2 separate regions of the Mus musculus genome follow, and region 2 is linked to region 1. Evidence: chromatin contacts called from public promoter capture Hi-C data. All regions are on one chromosome and are shown on one strand. Each heading gives the region's core, a stretch centred on a gene start, on an enhancer-like site or on the middle of the called end of the contact. The rest is flanking DNA. Distances are from core to core; before and after follow the strand shown.

Region 1 (3,222 bases), core at 623-3,122:
TTCTGACCTTCAGACCCTGAGGTAGGGCCCGAGTTCGCTACTGAATCTGAGGTAGCTCTCTGACGGATGTGACCAATGGAACGTGGAGAAAATGATATCCTGGGTGGCTGTCAGGGCCCTGGCATCATGTGATGAGGATACCAAGCTATTCAGCCAGGTCGCAGCCAGAGCGCAGTGACAGTTTCAGCTGAGCTCCCAGGCAATGATCCTGCCTGAGCTCCCAGGCAACCGTCCTATGAAGGAGGACCCTGAACGTCTATCCAGTCAAACCTCCTGAGGACTTCAGGCTGCTCTGTAAGAGGTGGTGAACAATAGTTGTTTTAAAGTTACAAAGTACAAACTACAAATTATCGGTTGAGGTTTTGAGGAAGCAATAGATAATCAACTACGAGATTCGTTTCAGCTGTTGTCTCCTTTTGACTTTGCTATCGAGTTGGTCCTTGCCTTGGGTGTGGGAATTTGTAGAGTCTACAGCAATGCCCTCCTCCCAACCCTTTCCCAGAATCCACTCTCACATGAGATTATAAGGTTCATTTAGGATAGACCTCAGGCAGGGCCGTGGAGCCACCAGAGAGTCTAATTCAGAACCAGAACAGAACACGTGTCCTTTAGAGCTCCTCCCCATGGACGGTGGCCTTCTGACCAACTCTGCATGAAAATAGCCTCCTCCTCTTCATATCCTGCCCCGCCGCCGCCCAAGTTTACGCTTACATTGTATAAATCTAATAATTTACATATTTGAAAATGTTTTCCAGGCTGTTATATCTAAAAAGGCAAGTGAGTCATGCAAGTGTTTCAGTCAAGGTAATTGTATACCCCAATCCATCCATTCATACAAAAATATATTTACTGAGGACTTATGGTGACCCAAGAATTGTCCCTGCCATTAGGGGCATTGTGGTATTGTGTGTACTTCACTTAACAAAACAAGCATCCTTACCCTTGGGGAAATTAAAGCCTGGTGCTGTATATTATATCATTGAAGCGTTTATTTAGTGGTATGCGATTGTTACTTGAGTATGCTCCTGAACAAGTGCCAAACCCACTTCCAGAACCCTCAGCCAACTTCAGCACACTCCTCAGAAAGACTCTAGCAAACAGTGTTTTCATTTCGGTTCTGGTGATGGAGTAGACGCTCTTGGCAATACTTCTCTGGATGTGATCCACCTAGTTAGCATTCCTCTAATTCAGTTCTGATTTCAAAAATTACTAAAATGTGCTAAGTAGTTTCAGGGGATAATGGAGCATTATTTTGTTGTTGTTGTTGTTAAAAATAAAAGTTACCGAAGGAGGCACTTTAACATTTCCTGTTCACATGGGATCGTGAGAATGGCACTTCCTTAGATCAGTAAGAATTTGGAGTCTTTGTGTATAGATGGGGTAAGGGGTGTTTAGTAGAGACTGTTACAAGAGGAAGAGAAGAAATACAAGGTCATATTCTCAACACTAACAACTTAGGAAAATGTAAACTTTTAGTAGCTTCCCTCACACACCACCTGGAAATAAGCACCAGCAGGAAGGTCTCTACCCGCCTCTGACTCGCCTTTCCCATCCCTGGGTCTTCTGGGATCTGTTAGTGGGCGGGAGACATGGTCATTGTTTATAATGCTCACAAGCCTGCATGGATGCAAAAGATATATATTTAGAAAGCAAAATAAAGCTTTAGGAAGATCTTCAATTTAATGGAAACTCGTCTAGTCATTTGAGAACCACAAGAGCTTTTTAGAGAAGGCCCACTTCTGCCAGCTGGAGGAAGTGTGGGTGTATGGGGTCCCGGTGACACCTGTGATGTCAGTCACCCCGAGCCTGAGGCTCATTGGCTCTGAGGAGCTGCAGCAGAGTTTAAATTCTGCACTGTCAGACAAGCCTTCTGAGCAGCAGCTGGAGAGTGGCTTCTCTGAGATCCCTCTTCGAGAACTTCGCTGAGGTTTTGACCTTGTGGGAAAAAGACCTTGGGAGCCAGAGAGGGTAAGGCCATTCCATCATTTAATTCTTAAAATGACTTTAGCTTTGGAGTTTAAAAATATGAAATACGAACATGTTACAAGGCATTGATTTCCAGAGGAAGATGGGGAAGAGCTAAGTTTGAGTAAAACCTATTCTTATTTTTGTTTTTTGGGGTCACTGTCACAATAGCCAATGACACTGATATTAAAAATGACATGGTAAGTCAAAAGAGCCAGGTGTTTGCCTGGTGATGCCTTAATTAGATCTCTGTCTAATTATTTTGAAAGAGAACATTTACTAAATAGGAGGCTGATGGGAAAGTCCTGTTAGAGTTTAGCTTTCATTAATAAAACACAACTTTTATCTGTAGGCTTCTTAGAGGTGGTGATGCGAAAGTATCTAAATCAGTGTAGCAAGTGTTTCAAAATGCAGACAGGTAACTGAATGCCTCTCAGCCTGGCTTATTCAGAGAATACGGTGGCCATTATGAATTGTGTATACAACTGAAAGGTGATCATGACAGTGTGGCTTTGGGTAGCTGGATCCTCATGGTAGTATAATGCTTTGCATGCAGATGGACTCCAATAAATGCTGAGTGGGATTACCTGTTAGGTAGGACACACACATACTACACACACATATACATACATACATACATACATACATACATACATACATACAAACAAACATACACACACATACATTAGGTAGGACACACATACACATATCACACACACCACACATACATACACACACATAGATGCACATGCACATACATTAGGTAGGAGACACACATACATACACATACCACACACACACACACACACACACCTCGTACCATATACACATATACATTAGGTAGGACATACACACACACCTATACACAGATATATTAGGTAGGACACACACACACACATACACACCTACATTACATAGGACACACATATACATTAGGTAGGAGATACATAAATACTACACACACATACACTCCCACCAGACATGATTTTACTCTGCATTACTTCACTTCATCAGTAGCTGGAATATCTATCCTTCTGACAGAGAGTAGCCAGGCCATGTGTCCTACGAAGTTCTGAAGACACCGAATGGAGAAAGTGAATTGTCCTCTGTGAGAGCAAAGACTCCTGGTTTCCTCAGGTTTCCGTTTGATTGACACTCTTGTGGCCTGCCTCTATTTAACCCTGTTGATTAAACACATGAGAACAAAGAATTTTCTGCAGATTCTTTAGTCTGTTTACTGTTCACCAAATGGTGATG
Region 2 (3,144 bases), core at 470-2,969, 850 kb after region 1:
TCAGTTCTAAACTGAGAAAATTGCTGAGGAGATGGATATATCTGCAGAAAAGGCCTGCAAACATCCAAGAGCACACAAGATAATATTCAATATTGCTAATCATCTGGCACAAGAGAACTATAGAAGTTAAGAAAAAATTATTTGAAAAAGATGCAGTGTACAAACAGGGAAGTACCATAGTGAATGGTTTAGTGTCTTTAGTTCCTAGGATAGAATGTCAATCAGGCTATATTAGGGAAACATTGGATGCAAAATAAACTTTTCTTTACATGATTTCTGCTTTGCCAGGCTGGAGAACCTGGTGTCAGAGTCTAGAGTCACATGATCGTGTGTGATTTGGCTTCTTATAACTCACTGAGGCTGAGGTTTGCTTTGGGCTAACATATATATCATTTGAAATTAATTGCTTAGTTTTGCTGATGTTTGCATCAGCACGGACTAGGTTATTTTAAGAGCTACATGATATTGTTCCTCAATAATTCTTCAGACCCTGTGACAAACATTGAGGAAGTCCCAATCAAACCACAAGGCATCACTTCATACTCATCAGGATAGCTACCACACAATGCAAAAATGAATACATGTCACCTGGAATTTAAACAACTCAGGTGTCTGTACTCTGCAGCTAAAAACACAGAATATTCCCTCAGGGAAAACAGTCATGGCTTCTGAGAAAATGAATAGTTTCATATGATCTAACAACTCTTATTTGATTACAACACAAACAAACTAGCAAACAAGGACTTGGATGGACCTTTGATCTGTGTTGTTCATCGCAGTTGTGTTTACAATACCCACAATGTGGAAACAGCCCAGTCTCCCATCAACAGATCACCAATAGATGCATACATTAACACAGTCTGATAGCACACACAATAGAATATTCTTCAGCCAGAGAAGGGAATACAATTAATTACTTTACCCAACTTCATAGACCTTCATAGACTTAAAGCCAGCCACAGACCCCTGCAGGCCAGACAACACATAACCTGCCTCCCCTGCCCTCAGTCCCAGATAAGCAAGAGGACATTATGCCAAGGGCAGAGAATGTGTACAATCCCCAGAAGTCACTTGATTCCACAAGACAGTCTCTCTGCAGCTTAGACCCATTAATGAGATAAGAAGAGCAGCCCAAACAAAATGCATAGAGCCCATGGGATCTCTATATCTCCCCCACCCCCTCCAAAAAAAGAAAACAAAACAAAACAAAAACTAAATATCAAGAGACAACTTTGCTATCTACTTACTAAACTTAATAAAAAGTACGTCAGGAAGAAACTAAGTTTATGTCCAAATAGATGTTTGCCAAGCCCTTTTGCTGAATTTTCTTCACAAGGTTCCTCCACAGAAAGACATTCATCTGGCTGTGAACCAGGGCAGGAGCTGTAGCTGTGGTCCCAGCTGAGGCAGGACCAGGGCTCTTCCCACAGCTTCACCAACAGAGCAGGGCAGCCAGGAGTGTCAGGCTGCCACTTTGTATCTGTCCTTTGTCAGAGGAAAGAAACTCACCTCCTAGACCTAAAGCCAGCCACAGCCCCCTGCAGACCAGAGAGCACAGAACCCGCCTCCCTTCCCCCTCCCTCAGTTGCCACTTTGACTTGGAAATCAAGCTGGGGTCCAGACTAAGTTGCTCCTTAAAGAAAGGAAAAGTAAATATACCTGGTCCCACAGCACAGGTCCAAGTGCAGTTCTCAGCTGCTGCTGCCTCCTCAGGCTCACTTCTGCTCTCCTCACTTCCTGCTCTCTTTGCTCCTCCTTTATGTGAGCTGACCACACACACACACACACACACACACACACACACACACACACACACACACACACACTCACACAGGCAGCAGCAAAAACAAAATTGAAAGTAAAGTAAACCAAGGCATTGTTAACTTGCCCAAGACTGGAAGGGGAGGTCAGAGGATGCTTAGTGTCAGAAAAAGCCAGTGAGAAACTGTGTTGCAGCCAAGGGACAGCAGGCCTCCACTGTGGAAAGAGTTTACATTCTCTTTCTTTGGAACCCATCTCCAGTTTCCTCCAGCCTTCTAGGCACAGATAAAGCACAGTAAACCCAGGGCCCCATCAGTGGAAATGACACAATCTGGGAGGATTGCAAGTGTGCTTCTCTCAGGGGAAATTCCAGGTGCTTCTTGAGCGAAGAGCTTTAATGTTTTAAACCTGTGTTTTCTAAAACAGGAACCATCACTGTTGCCATTTCTTCTGGACTCTGCCCCACAGTTACCTGGCAACAGCCAGGTGGACATGACTCACTATAAAAAGGGCTGCTTGTCCACTCTGCCCCCCCCCCCTCAATCTCTCTCCCTGAAATCTTCCTCTCTTCCTTTCTTACCCTCTTTCTTCTCCATTCCTCTCCCTGCTTCCTCCCTTCCTTTTTCTCTGTCTCTACTACCCTCTCAAATCCCCTCTTCATGTCTAAAATAAACTCTATTCTATACTATACAATTGTGTGGCTGGTACTTCAGGAGGACAGGATTCCTCAGCATGTGCCCTCTGAGACACCACCTACCACCTCAACATACCACGCCTCCACCACACATATCCCTGGCTTCTTTTTCTTTTTCAGAAAACACAACAGTTGATCTAAAAACTGATTTTAAAGAAGTAATTAAAGAATAGTAAGTAGGAGTTGTGTTCAGGGTAGAAGCTAAGAAAACTCACTTCTGAGATGGAAGCTTAAAAATGAAAGCTTTATTTTCTGAGCCCTTAGGAAGGCAGCCAGTTTGGGATCTGAACTTTGTCTCTGATGGGAGATTGAACACCATTTGTAAAGGATGAAACACAAAGCGGGGGGGGGGGGGGCAGGGAGCTGCAGAGCGATCCATTGTGATTTCACAGGAAGGATTAAACAAGGGAGTACCCCTCAGAGACTGGGCCATATCCAGGCACCTAGCTTCAGGGTCCTTAATTTACTCTCCTAGACATTTGGTGCAGAACTCAGAGTGATAAAGGGACAAAGGAGCAGGTCAGCAGCATGGAGGTAAACTGGTACCTTAATTCTACTTCAGTGAACTCTCCCCCTATTCATCTGTTGGGTCCACATGGCCACCCATTTGCAGGCCCAGGTAGAACACACACAGAGTCCACACCAGGACTGGGAAGAAGTTCATGTCAGCAGGTTCTTGGATTCCACTA

Evidence for each region. Promoter capture Hi-C pulls out the DNA fragments that hold promoters and counts their contacts.
Region 2: a contact with region 1 is called in a promoter capture Hi-C map of the C10 cell line, with 5 times the contacts expected there. The contact joins the promoter of Gbp8 here to the promoter of Dmp1 in region 1. A contact is called at or near these places in 3 of 39 promoter capture datasets (the C10 cell line, the HPC-7 cell line and stem cell-derived epiblast-like cells).

What each region holds. Positions count from the first base shown.
Region 1 is chr5:104,200,745-104,203,966 of GRCm38.p6, forward strand. It overlaps Dmp1 (dentin matrix protein 1), which reads left to right and starts at 1,873. Exons shown (of 6, transcript NM_016779.2): 1 at 1,873-1,968.
Region 2 is chr5:105,051,842-105,054,985 of GRCm38.p6, forward strand. It overlaps Gbp8 (guanylate-binding protein 8), which reads right to left and starts at 1,720. Exons shown (of 10, transcript NM_029509.4): 1 at 1,660-1,720.